Linked DNA regions of Sus scrofa: regions 2 and 3 are each linked to region 1. The links are chromatin contacts, called in public Hi-C maps. All regions are on one chromosome and are shown on one strand. Each heading gives the region's core, a stretch centred on a gene start, on an enhancer-like site or on the middle of the called end of the contact. The rest is flanking DNA. Distances are from core to core; before and after follow the strand shown. Region 1 holds the start of OLA1 (obg-like ATPase 1). Region 2 holds the start of SP9 (transcription factor Sp9). Region 3 holds the start of SCRN3 (secernin-3).

Region 1 (4,203 bases), core at 87-2,586:
TAGGTCACTCTCATAGGGTTAAGGAAAATCTTAATGCAGTTTCATTATAAATAATGCCTCAACTGTGCTTATAAAAAGTCCCTATTAGAAAGAATTTTGGCTGAAAGGGAAGACTTTTTCAGTTAGATTGGGGCTTGAAATCTGGTTTCTGACACTTACCAGTTAGTTGTGTGACTCTATCCAAATTACGTAACCTTTCTGATATTGTTCCTGCATCTGTAAAATGGGGACACCAGCCAACTCACATCTTTTCCTTTATTAGAGACTAATCTTTTTGAAAAAAGCGTCTTTAAAGAAGTGTCACAATCTTTGGACAGGTATTGCATTCATGTAATAAATTTTTGAATGCTAACTGAAGGCCAGGACCTATGAATGAATGAATTCCTTCTACAGATGGAGCTCATGGTGTAGTCAGATGGGGATGAGGTGAGATGAAGCCCTAATATTAGCAATAGCCTTATTACTATTTATGAACCTTTCCTATTTGGGTTGGGTACTGTTGCTACAAGGTTTACACACATTACCTCATTTTATCCTCACAATAACCTTCTTAGCTGGGTGTCAATAGCCTCATTTTATCCAGGAGGAAACTGAAGCCCAGAGAGGTTACTTTCGTCAGGGTCACACAGCTAATGAGTAGTGGAATCCAGATTGGAATCTATGATTCCCAAATTCCAAAGGCCCTTGTTCTTAACCATCCAGAGGAAAAGGAGGGGGCTGGTGGTGGAAACTGACTGTATTAAACGCATTCTAGGATACAGTGCCTGTAAAACGCGTGAACAATAAGGCGACGAAGGACTCCTTAGATCATTAGCTTCCCTTGGTCCTTTTTTCCTACAAGAAAGTTTAACGCCTTCTCACTCTCTGGATTGACTGAAGAGCGTTACAGAAAAAGGAGGCGAGCTGGGGTCGTGGTCCTCGAGGGCTCAATTGGTGGCCAAGCAGGGCTGGTGCGGCTGATCGCCAGACACAGGCGACCCGTCTCTGGGCCAGCGGTCCGGCCGAGGGTGCTTTGAGGTCAAGCGTGTGAAGTGTGGGTCTGCAGGGCGGCGAGCGAGCCTGTTAGGGCAACGCGAGGGTCGACCAGGAAGGAAGCGAGATGCCATACTGAGAAGCCCCATGTGCAAGGAAAGCGGAAGACTCCGGTCAGGGGTGGGAAGGGGTCAGGCTGGCTCTGGCAGGGGCACCGGCTCCTGTCTGCTCAGGCGCCACGCAGCTCCTCCCACTCTACTCCCGCCTCCCGGTCGGCCCGGCCAATGGGCGGGGCGGGCGAGCGCGCGGGGCGGGGCAGGGCGGGCGGGGCTCTCGGCCTGCGCGCAGGTGCCGCCCGGTTCCCGGCCCGCCCGTTCCGCCGCCGCCGCCGCCGCCGCCGACGTGCGTGCGGCTTGGTGGAGGGGCTGGGCCTGCGCTCTCTCCTCCTTCCTCCCCGCCTCCTGCTGCCGGTAGGACCCGTCTCCCACTGCCGCTGGGACCGCGTGTCACCGTCATCCCCGAGCACGGTGAGGCCCTCAGGGAGGCTGCAGGCGCGCTCCCCGCTGTGTCTTCGACCCCATGGCCCATTGCTCAGAGGCCGGCGTCAGGCCAAGGCCGGATGGCCGGGATGGGGCGAGGGCAGCGGGTGGCGTGGAGAGTGCGGATGAATGAGGCGCTCTTGGACTAGGCCGCGCGTCCCGAGAGCGGCCCACGCCTCACCCGGCACGCCTTGGTGAAAGCCTCCGGAGGCCAGGACGGCTAGTGGCCCGGTCCTTAGTGGGAAGGTGTTGGGTGGTGCCCAGCTGTGCCGGCCGGCCGGCCACCCCTTGGTAGCAGGCCGGGAGACTGGAGAGCCTCTGCCCCTGCAGCTGTGCCTTGGCATCCTGGGGATTGGCTGGGAACAGGTGTGAGTCAAGACCCTGAGGAGGGAACTTAGTGGCCCTCTGGGTCAGGGATCAGAGGCTGGAATATCACTTCATGAGCCGGGCCTCAGCGTGTCACCGGGAGGTTCAACTGGAGTTGTAGTTCCCAGTTTCTGCAACGTTAGCAGTCCCCATGAGTTCGGTTTGCAGCCCTAAAGTGGGATCCATTCCGCACGAGGAACTTGGAGCCAGATCCGCAGGCACCGACAAAGTTTCGACCTGTAAATAAAAAGGGTTAGTGGATCCATTTACAACCAGTAATAGCCAGTGTAGATTCCGAAGATTGCTTTTTAGGACTGATGAGCTGTACCTTCAGTGCAAAAGGTGGAAGAGACTTGTTCGAAAGACCTTGATACCGTTCCTTTTATGTGAAATATTGTGCTTGGGGGCGAAATAGGAAAGAACAGGTTCCAGATTGGGGGGGGAATGGTTTGGTGGGAGGTAACTCGGTTGCTAGTGGTTCTAGAATGGATTTTCTTTGGCTTTCTTAGCTCTGCTCCTGCTTTCAAATGCTTTCATTCGTACAACCACATGTCAGGTTAAGAAAATGTTTTGTGAACAGTCAGGATGGGAAATTGGCAGTTAAATTTTATTTTTGATTTATGATGCCACATATTTTTAATGTGGCAATTTTTCCAGGACTTCTCAGGAATGACTGCTTTGACAATGATCAGAATCAGATTGTTAACAGAACTTTTTTTGTTTTCATTTTTGTTGAAAAATAAAGTGTCACTTTTGGATTGATATATACAATATATTTTATTCTTAATCTATTGTTCAGTAGTGAATTTTGAGTAATGAGATGTGCTTTCGATCGATGGGGATAGTAAGAAGTCTTGTTCATATGTATGTTTGTTTTGACATTTCAGATGCCCCCCAAAAAGGGAGGTGATGCAATTAAACCACCCCCAATCATTGGACGATTTGGAACCTCCTTGAAAATTGGTATTGTTGGATTGCCAAATGTTGGGTAGGTGAATGTTGGGCTTTTATCATTTTTTGTCTTATAAATATTTTGGATCATGTTGTAGAAATGGGCAACTCTGAAGTAATTAAAATTTAAATTGAAGAAAAGAGGCTAGAAAGCTGGAATATTAATATGTTGCAAAATAAGGTTTTCATTTAGATCTTATTTTTGGCTTTCTACACAGATACTGTTGAAACTTGAGTTACTTATATTGTTTGTTTTGCTTAACTCAGGGGAAGAAGCAGTGAGAGTTTACACATCAAGTTGAATCAGATCAGCTCTGTTTGCTTGACACACTGTTGAAAGACACAGTATTGAATTCATGTGGAATTGGAGTAGTTTAAATAGATTTTCGTGCTGGCTGGCTATTTAGGGTACCTAGGCTGGCTACCAGAGGCCATGCAGTAGGATACCTTAGGAAATAGTTTTAAAAGCCTCATTATAAATTTATTTCAATTCTCGGGAGATCAGCCATCAGGTGGCTGAACTTTTACTTGAGAAGGTGACAGTTTTGAACTTAATATTGGAAGTTGCTAGATAAAAGAGTATCTGTTATAAAATAGCTAAATTTGAAAGTTACGAGAACAAAATTTTGAGTTTTGTAATGTTTAAAGTGAATTATTTATTGTAGTATTGCAGTAATAGGAAATATTTGTGGGGTTTATCATGTACAGATCTATACACATGCAATGTAAATGTGCAAAGTCTATTTTTTCATTATTTGTCCTTCTATTTTAATACCTTTTACTGACCTTAAAATATAAAGTGTCTTGGGAGTTCCTGTCGTGGCAGAGTGGAAATTAATCTAAGAACCTTGAGGTTGCAGGTTCGATCTCTGGCCTCGCTCAGTGGCTTAAGGATCTGGTGTTGCCGTGGGCTGTGGTGTAGGCCAGCAGCTACAGCTCTGATTAGACCTCTAGCCTGGGAATCTCTATGTGCCATGAGTGCAGCCCTAAAAAGACCAAAAGGACAAAAAAAAAAAAAAAAAAATGTGTGTGTGTGTGTGTGTGTGTATGTGTGTATATATATAAAGTGTCTCAGGAGTGATTAGGATATACTAATCCAGTATGGATTTATTAACATGATTGGAGGTATTTTGGCATGTACTTTAGGCTTTTAGAGTGGTGGCAGGTAGGAGAATCATGTTTTTTCATGTGTTCTTTGGAGCCTCTGTCATGGAGGATGCTTAGTGAATGGAGCATAGTGTGACCAAGTAAGGCAGTTCTGAAATTCTTGTAATGTAAAACATGACAAGTGTGGCTGTCCTAATTTCAATGTGGAGCTGGAGAGGTTTGCATTTTGAGGGGATTTCCTGCTGTGATATAGGCTGCTTGCAAAGTA
Region 2 (3,879 bases), core at 438-2,937, 72 kb before region 1:
CCAGCCACGAGCCCGGGCTGCTGTGCACGTCCCACCACGACGACGCCGCGCCATTGGTCACCTCGCCCGCCGCCAGCGTCGAGTGGAAGCCGGACTTGTACCACGACTCGTACGGGTGCGCCATGCCCACGCGCGGGTACAGGCCGTCGGCCGCCGTCGTGTGCACCTTGGAGATGAAGGCCGACTGGCCGCCCGCCTCCTGCGGGGACACCCCGGCCGCCGCCGCCGCGGCCGCCGCCGAATTGGAGAAGAGGCCGCCGTAGTCGCTGCTGAAAGCGGACGACGTGGGGGACGTGGACGCCAAGCAGAAGGCGCTGTTGGCTGCGCCCGAGCCGCCCGCCAGAGCGCCCGAGCCGCGGCCGCCGGTGGCCACGGCGAAGCCCGAGAGGCTGGAGCCGAGGTTGCAGCTGGACGAGGAGCGCTTCCAGGGGTGGAAGCCGCCCTTGGCGAAGGCGCTCGACTCCGGCAGCGTCGTCAGGGGGCTCGTGTTGCCGATCTTGTTGCAGGTCGCCGCCAGCATGGCCAACGGGGTCGTTCCGAAGCGCGGCTCTTCCTAGAGTGGGTGGGGTGGGGGAGGGAGCAAGGAGGAGGAGGAGGGCAGGAAGAAGTGGGAGGAAGACACAAAGTGCACCCGTGAGCAGCCTGGTCCCCCCGCGGCCGGCCCCGGGGGGTCGTGGCTCCCCGGCTCGCGCCTCCTCCCCGCGCTCGCCGAGGATGCGCCGCGCCCTGCGCGGGGCAGAGGCGATCGATCACAAGGGCGAGGGGGCCTGGCGCTGGAAAGTTGTTCTTCGGTGGGGCTACAAATTCAAGATGTCTCGGTTCTCCCCGCCTCAGTCGCAGCAACCCCTGCCCCAAACCGGACTGGAGTCGCCCGCCTTCCGCTCGCCTTAAGCCCACTCCTCTCACAGAAGCCCCCAAATCGCCCTTGGGGTGAAGCACGGAGGTAAACACATTGACAACAAACACCAAGTGAGGGCAGAGACGGCCGAAACAGCGGCCCGGGTGGGGGAAGCTTGAGGTACTCCTCTCAAGGGTGGCTATGACTCGACTCTTATTTTTAATAGAAAACGTTTTAAATGTTTACACACACACACACACACACACACACGATTAGGAAAACAAGAATCCGAGGAGAAGCGTCCCCGCCATGGATTTCAAAGTCACAGACGAACTGGGGAGCCGCAGAAGTGTAAATGTTAACGTGACTACACGGACTGCAAAACGATTAAGGCTGTTTTCTGGAAACACCGCTGTCGCGTAATTGCAACAAGCCCCGAAGCAAGGGGGGTGGGGTATAAATCACGGGGGGAAGAAAAGAAACCTCCAGGTTTTCTTTATAATCAAATAATAAAAGGACTTGCTTAACAAATCCTTTTCTTCCAAGGATTCCAGTAACTTGGAAAGAATCAGTCCTGGAAATGTGGAAAGTGCTAAAAGACGCTGAGGCTGCAGTCCTGCAGCAACAGTTTCTCCGGAGCCGCCGACCCGGAGAAGCCATAAGGAAAAATTACTTCAGTTAAAACAAGCAAATGCCGCACTTCCGACTTACCCCAAGTATAGACGTGGCCATAGCAGGTCCCTGGGCGGCGCGGCGGGGCCGGGAGCGGGGCTGAGCCTGACGGCTGCTCGCGAAAACTGTTCCTACTCCGCGAGCCTCCCGCGTCCCCGCGCTCGCGCCGAGCGGACTCCGGGCTCCCGCCGGCTAAACTCAGCCTAAGTGCGAGGAGCACCCGCTTTGAAGTGCCGCTGGCTGCGCCTCTCACCCAATGAGGGCTCAGGCAGAGCAGACGGGAGCTGCCCCGCAGCCAATCAGACGCGCCGAGGGGCCCGAGCCCGGGCTCCCGGCGCGTGCCAGTCACCGAGGCTAGCGAGGTGGGGGCGGGGGGGGGGTCGCGGGCTAGGGACTGAAGAAATTACAGTGCAATTAAAAATTTACCCACACGCACCAAGCCAGGTTTAAGTATGGTTGAGATGGAGCCACATGCCCCTCAAGCCTCCCCGACACGATGCAAGTTAGAACTGACAGTCCTACTCGACTCTCCACTTGTGGGAAAGGAGGCAGGAGGGGAGGGGGCGCCGAGGCGGAGGCCGCACCAGCAAGGCCCAAGTGGAGACGGAAATGTCAACGCTCACTTTGTGTGTCCAGGCTCTCGCCTGCGGAGCACAACTTCAGCTGGAATCTATCATTCTCACTCGCGATTTTATCACCGTCGTTTGTCTACCCATGTTCTTATTCCCACTGGATTTAGTTTTAATCTCAGAGTCACATTGAGGAGAAGGGGGCGAAGGGACGGTTCCTCCGAGAGGAGAGAAATAGGCCTGTTGGTCCAGGTCTACACCCATTGAGCTGTTAGGAGGGCCTGGAGCCTGCTGCATCCCGCCATTTCCTCTAGCGGTCTAAGTGACTTCCTAATTGTCGCTCTGGCCTCTGACCCAGGGGGTAATACAAGTGCCATTCACAACAGAAGCTTCTAGTGGTAATTGAGGGCACCCTTTGTACCGTTTTGCCAGCGCCTAGATACCAGGTTAACCCAGTTGTCAAATATGACTAAACAGTGGGACGTGCTGATTATCTGCAGGGTTTCGCTGGGGGCTGGCCTGGGGGTGGGAGGCATCAGCCTATACAACACGCTGCACGAAGCCGCTTATTTTCACATTGTAACAACTTTAGAAACCGAGACCAGCGCGAGCCGCGTCCGCCCCCACCGCCACCCCAGCTGAAGCTGCAGCTTGCTCGGCTGTTTGTTTAACCCGATGAAGATTTACATGTCACGTTTCTGCCTGGAATCGAGTTTTCTTGCTCCAATCTACTCCTACCCCATACCGCCTGGGCCTAGAGGCTCCTTTGCAGGGCAAGGGCGCCCGGTTGAGAGATGGGCTCGCCTCTAGCGCCCTGCTTTCGTGGCCTTGCTCAGGGAGCCTTTCTCCCCGACCTCCATCCGTGAGTGCGGGGGACGAGGCCACACGTGGGCGCCTCCACATTTTGCAGGCTGGAAGCATCCTGAAGTCCTCTCCGGATCCAGTCGGTGTGAGAAGACACATCCTCAGATGGACAGCTGCGCGTCCTGGAGCCCCTCAGCACCCGCTGAGCGGTTTGTTTTTCATCCTTCTCGGTCTCCCTTTCTTTTTCTACTTTAAGAAAGCCAGGAGCAGCCTTTGAACCAGAAATACCAGTGCCCTCGACAGACCTGGGTACTGGTTTAATGCACCACATTCCCCTCAAACCCACATCTTGCTTTAAAAGACACTTTTAACCTGGAACCTCAAATGCTTGGGTGCAAAAGACGAGTTGTTGAGGAGGCGGGGCAAGTGAGGAGGACGTGGAACTGTGCCCCCAGCCTTTCCTTCCCTCTTTTTGCAATATCTCTTGGCCCAAAGTGCCACCACCGTGGCTCTTCTCTCGGCCCCGAGATGGAGCCTGCGTTCATCCTGGTGCACTCCAAAGGTGGCGAAGGCTATGTGGGTTGCTTTCTTTGCTTTTCGTTAGAGTACTTTGCTCAAAATGCTCCCCCCACCACCACCACCTCTTTGGGCTAAGGTGGCGAAAGCACCAAGGAAAGTATGACAGAGAAAGAGAAAGGAGGGAGGGGAGAGAGTGAGAAAACTCGCGCGGCTATAATGAAGCTGTGTGCCCTGGGGGATTGTGATAAAAATCGACATGGGGGACAGGGAGGGGGGTTGTGAAAGTGCCCGGGGGACCCGGGGTGGAGGGGTGAGGGGGAATCCAGGTAGCCCAGAACAGCCAGAAAGCCCGGTAGGGGGACCCAGGAGCCGTTCCCAACAGGTGAATTCTGCCCTGGAAGGGCAGACTGGTGCTCGGTTTCCCGTAGAGTCTTCGCGTCGATTTACTAATAGAGGGATTGTTAAGTGGCAGCGAGG
Region 3 (4,192 bases), core at 1,410-3,909, 120 kb before region 1:
AAATAAACTACTTCTTGTACTTCATCACAAGGTCTATCAGAATTTTTTCCAAAAATAATCCTATTATCAACTGTTGTTGGAGGTAATGCCACAAAAGTGTCACAGGAACGAGGTTCCATTTTTTTTAAACTAAAAAATATGGAAGATTCAAAATAAAAAGGGGAAAACATTTTTACAATATATATAAAACAGAGTAATTTTACTTGGTGACCAGGGTCTATCACTGCCATATCTAACAAAGAATGCTCATTAAAGTTTTAAATTTCATATGCTATACTACAAAAATTAGTAAGAAAAATGAATTTTTTTTTTTTAATTTAGGGACACACCTTGCAGCAAATGGAAGTTCCCAGGCTAAGGGTTGAATCCGACCTGCAGCTGCTCGTCTACACCACAGCCACACCAACACAGGATCTGAGTCACGTCTTCAACCTATACTGCAATTCACAGCAATGCAGGATCCTTTAACCTACTGAGCAAGGCCAGGGATCAAACCCGCATCCTCATGGATGCTAGTTGGGCTCCTAACTCACTGAGCTATAATGAGAACTCCCAAGAAAATGACTTGGGAATGAACCCAGTACAATAATTAATAAGAAAATAAGAATGCCAAGTACTTTCTTCTAGTCTATAGGTCACATTTACCCTCTAAGCTCTTTCTCTCCTGAAGTCTTCCCTGAATCTCACTATTTCTATAATTGGGAACCCTTGTACCTACCTCTGCTGTTATAAAGACCATATCTGTGCATTTATATGAGTCTTCTTACTGGAGTAAGATCCTTGAGGAGTTCCCCTCATGGCTCAGTGGTTAACAAACCCAACTAGTATCCATGGGGAGATGGGTTTGATCCCTGGCCTTGCTCAGTGGGTTAAGGATCCAGCACTGCCATGAGCTATGGTGTAAGTCACAGATCCCGAGTTGCTCTGGCTGTGGTGCAACTACCTAGCCTGGGAACTTCAAAAGACAAAAGATCTTTGAGTGCTGAGAATATGTCTTACTAATCTTTTGTATTCTCATCCATGGAACTATGAAAAAGTCCCAGTATTATATACCTAGTATTTCCTCAAAGGAAGGAAGATAGGGTCTCTTTTGAACTGGAGAATACACACAGATTACAATACCGATAAGGCTGAAATTTTGAAACAGACTCACTGAATCAGACAGACAGAAAAACAAGTCAATAAAATTCCAAATCGTTATTTCCAGGAAGATGTTCACATTCATAAATTATAAACCCTGATTGATAATTTAATATCAGGATAGTGTCATCATTTGGAATATCTTCAATCTTCAAATTTAGTAGAAATTGTTTGCTTCTAGAATGGCACATTGTTTGAGTTTCCTTCATTCCTTTGTTTTTACAATATCCAAACCTTAAAATGACTTTACACTAACAGACACTAGCAATTTAAAAACAAAAATTACGTGAAATAAATGTTTCATTCAGAAGAAAACAAAATGACTCAAATAAGAAACAATTTCACCCTGAAATTCATAAGAGTGATGGAAAAAGAGAGGTCACCACTGCTTCTGTTCTTTTCTGTAAATTTCAACCTTTATGTCCTAGATCTGCACCTTTTTGTGTTCCAATGTTAGTTCCACCATACCTAACTTTGGCAGGCTATTTAATTTCTATCTAAGCCTCCTGTCTCATAGGTAAATAGCTCAGGGGGCTGTTATGAGAATTTAATAAGACAATATCTAAAACATTTTGCACAACGCATAGAACATATTAGATGGTAAATGAAAGCTGTTACTATTATTTGTCGGAAGAGTAAATATCTCACAAAAAGCTTTTTTTTTTTTTTTGCTTATTCTTGACATTACCTACCCCCATCCCAGGAGAGGCCTTAGTTGGCGGATCCCCTACAGCAGTAGCAGCTAGGTCCACTCAAAACCCTAGTCTCAAGGGCCACCAAGCTGCACTAGGTGATCTGAGCTAAGAGGGGTCGTGAGGAAACCTAAGGAAACATGCAACCTAGTTAGGAAAACACCTACCCCATTTAAGAGGGAATGCCCTGAGAGCCTTTACTAACTCCTAGGGCGTATTCATCACTTTTTCCCCCATTTTTTTTTTTCTCCTTTTTTAGCCACCCCGCAGCATATAGAATTTCCCGGCGAAGATCAAATCCGAGCCACAGCTGCAACGCTGCAGCACTGGATCCTTAACCCACTGTGCCGGTTGAGGCGCTCCAAAGATGCTGCCGATCCCATTGCGCCACCGCGGGAATCCCATCAGTTAACAACTTTCTGCCTCAGGCGCCGCACAACTAGTAACCAAATAGAGTTCTCGCCTTGTGGAGTTGGTATTCTATTTTATATGCTTTTTAGTTCACCAAGCGCCTTCAGAAACATCACATCGCTTGATCCTCACAAACGTACTACGGTTAGAGCAATAATTACTACTTTAGTAACACAGATGAGAAAAATTGGTGCAGAAAAGTTTTGCGTAACTCGAGTCAGTTCACAAAGATCTCTGACTTCAAGCGCCTCCAGCAGAAGAGCCGCCACCCAGCGCCCACTCCGCCGCCCAGCCCGAGGCGCTCAAATTGCAAGCCGCGCAGCTGCGGCCAGGCCCCTCCCCGGAGCCTCTCCAAGAAGCCCCTCAGTCTGTCCTGCAGTTCCCAACTTCCTACTTCCTAGTGTTGACTATGCTAGCCCCTCCCCCGTGGACGCCCCTCACCAGTCTCGGAGCTACCCAACGTGAAAGGAAGGAGAGGCGACGAGAGGCAGGCCGACGAGCCAGCTGCCGGAAGCTGCCCCCTTTGACCCCGGAAGTTCACGCTGCTACGGGAAGCGCAGTTCCGGCTAGGCGCAGAGTTTGTTTACATTGCTCAAAGATCTAGCTGCTGCCTTTCCCAGCTCAGGCTCCAAAATGGGGAAATCCTTCGCCAATTTCATGTGCAAGAAGGACTTTCATCCTGCCTCCAAATCCAACATCAAAAAAGTGAGTACGGGGAACAGGCCTTTGGCGCCTTCGTTCCCAGGAGCTTCTGGAGGTGAGAGTGGAAGTATCTGTGGGATCCCTCTTCTCCTTGTCTAAAGTCTTGGCATTTCTCATCCCTTCTCCGCTGAGAAACTCACTGACAAAGCTGCCCTCAACATTTATTCTTCATCAGCCAAGAGACTAGTGGCTCTGTCAGGTCTTTCGCTTCTGTCAGTTAGAATGTAAATCCTTAAGATACGAAGACTGATGTTAGGATTCCCCATCAATTCCCTCAGCAGACTCTGATTTTTTTTTCTTTTCGGATCCCAGAGATCACGGTTTCTGAGCTTTGCTATCCTGTACTTTATTTAAGATAGATTTTTATCCTCTTTATCTCATCCAATAATGCAGTGTCTGTCTGATGACCTCATTGAACTTTGGTTTTTTAAATAACCACTTGCAGGTCTACTAAGTCCAGTACAAAAAAGTGCTGAATATTATGGCAGGGGAAAGCAGAATTGTGAAGTAGAAAGAGTGAACATTGAAACTAGCCCTAGATTCTGTTATTCCAGTACAGTTGCTTTTAGCCCCAAGACCTTGCGCAAAATATTTAACATCCTGATTCTTCATCTCCTAATCTATAAATTAAGAATGATCAATACCAAGTTCCCTTGTGGCTCAGCAGGTTAAGGATTCAGCGTTGTCACTGCTGTGACACAGATTCAGTCCCTGGCTCAGGAACTTCTGCCTGCCTCTGGTGTAGTCAAAATGGAAACAAAGAAGAAGAATCAGTATCAGTTGCCATGACTTTAGAAATTATGATGAGGACTAAATAAGATGGTGTAGGCAAAGGCTTTGAAACAAGTACCACTCTGCCCATCACCTAGAGGGAGTACTCAGTAAAATGTTAATTGCTGCTGCACACGTCCTTATTCTTAGCCTGCTCATAAAATATAGGTGGTAGCTAGAGTTTCATCCTTGGCCCATGTCTTGCTTACTCCATATGCTTTCCCAAGCAATCACAGCCAATTTCATGAATAAACCTTTTCTTTATTCCTGCCTTTCAAGGCTGCAGTGCAACATCTTTCCCCCTAGCTGGAGGCACCTGAAGACAACTATATACTAGACAGTTTTATCTTGATATTCTACTGGCATCTCAAACTCAACATACTTGAAATGGAACTTTTATCCTAAATATGCTGTTCTTGTTATACTTCCATTTCTCATATCAGTATGAAACAGAGTTAGTAACACAAGCCAGAAAT

Evidence for each region. A called contact is a pair of places that touch in the nucleus more often than the background predicts.
Region 2: a contact with region 1 is called in a Hi-C map of embryonic fibroblasts, with 3 times the contacts expected there. The contact joins the promoter of SP9 here to the promoter of OLA1 in region 1. A contact is called at or near these places in 1 of 5 promoter capture datasets (fetal liver), 5 of 47 Hi-C or Micro-C datasets (embryonic fibroblasts, fibroblasts, heart right ventricle and 2 more) and 1 of 2 datasets of contacts at active chromatin or transcription factors (skeletal muscle).
Region 3: a Hi-C map of liver shows a contact between it and region 1, with 2.3 times the contacts expected there. The contact joins the promoter of SCRN3 here to the promoter of OLA1 in region 1. A contact is called at or near these places in 2 of 47 Hi-C or Micro-C datasets (heart right ventricle and liver).

The regions. Positions count from the first base shown.
Region 1 is chr15:80,250,909-80,255,111 of Sscrofa11.1, reverse strand. OLA1 (obg-like ATPase 1) reads left to right here and starts at 1,336. Exons shown (of 12, transcript XM_021076152.1): 1 at 1,336-1,499; 2 at 2,765-2,865. The coding sequence starts at 2,765.
Region 2 is chr15:80,323,257-80,327,135 of Sscrofa11.1, reverse strand. SP9 (transcription factor Sp9) reads right to left here and starts at 1,687. Exons shown (of 2, transcript XM_021075752.1): 1 at 1,550-1,687; 2 at 1-553. The coding sequence starts at 1,570.
Region 3 is chr15:80,374,320-80,378,511 of Sscrofa11.1, reverse strand. SCRN3 (secernin-3) reads right to left here and starts at 2,659. Exons shown (of 8, transcript XM_021074976.1): 1 at 2,000-2,659; 2 at 1-129. The coding sequence starts at 2,004. It overlaps CIR1 (corepressor interacting with RBPJ, 1), which reads left to right and starts at 2,804. Exons shown (of 10, transcript NM_001243831.1): 1 at 2,804-2,948. The coding sequence starts at 2,877.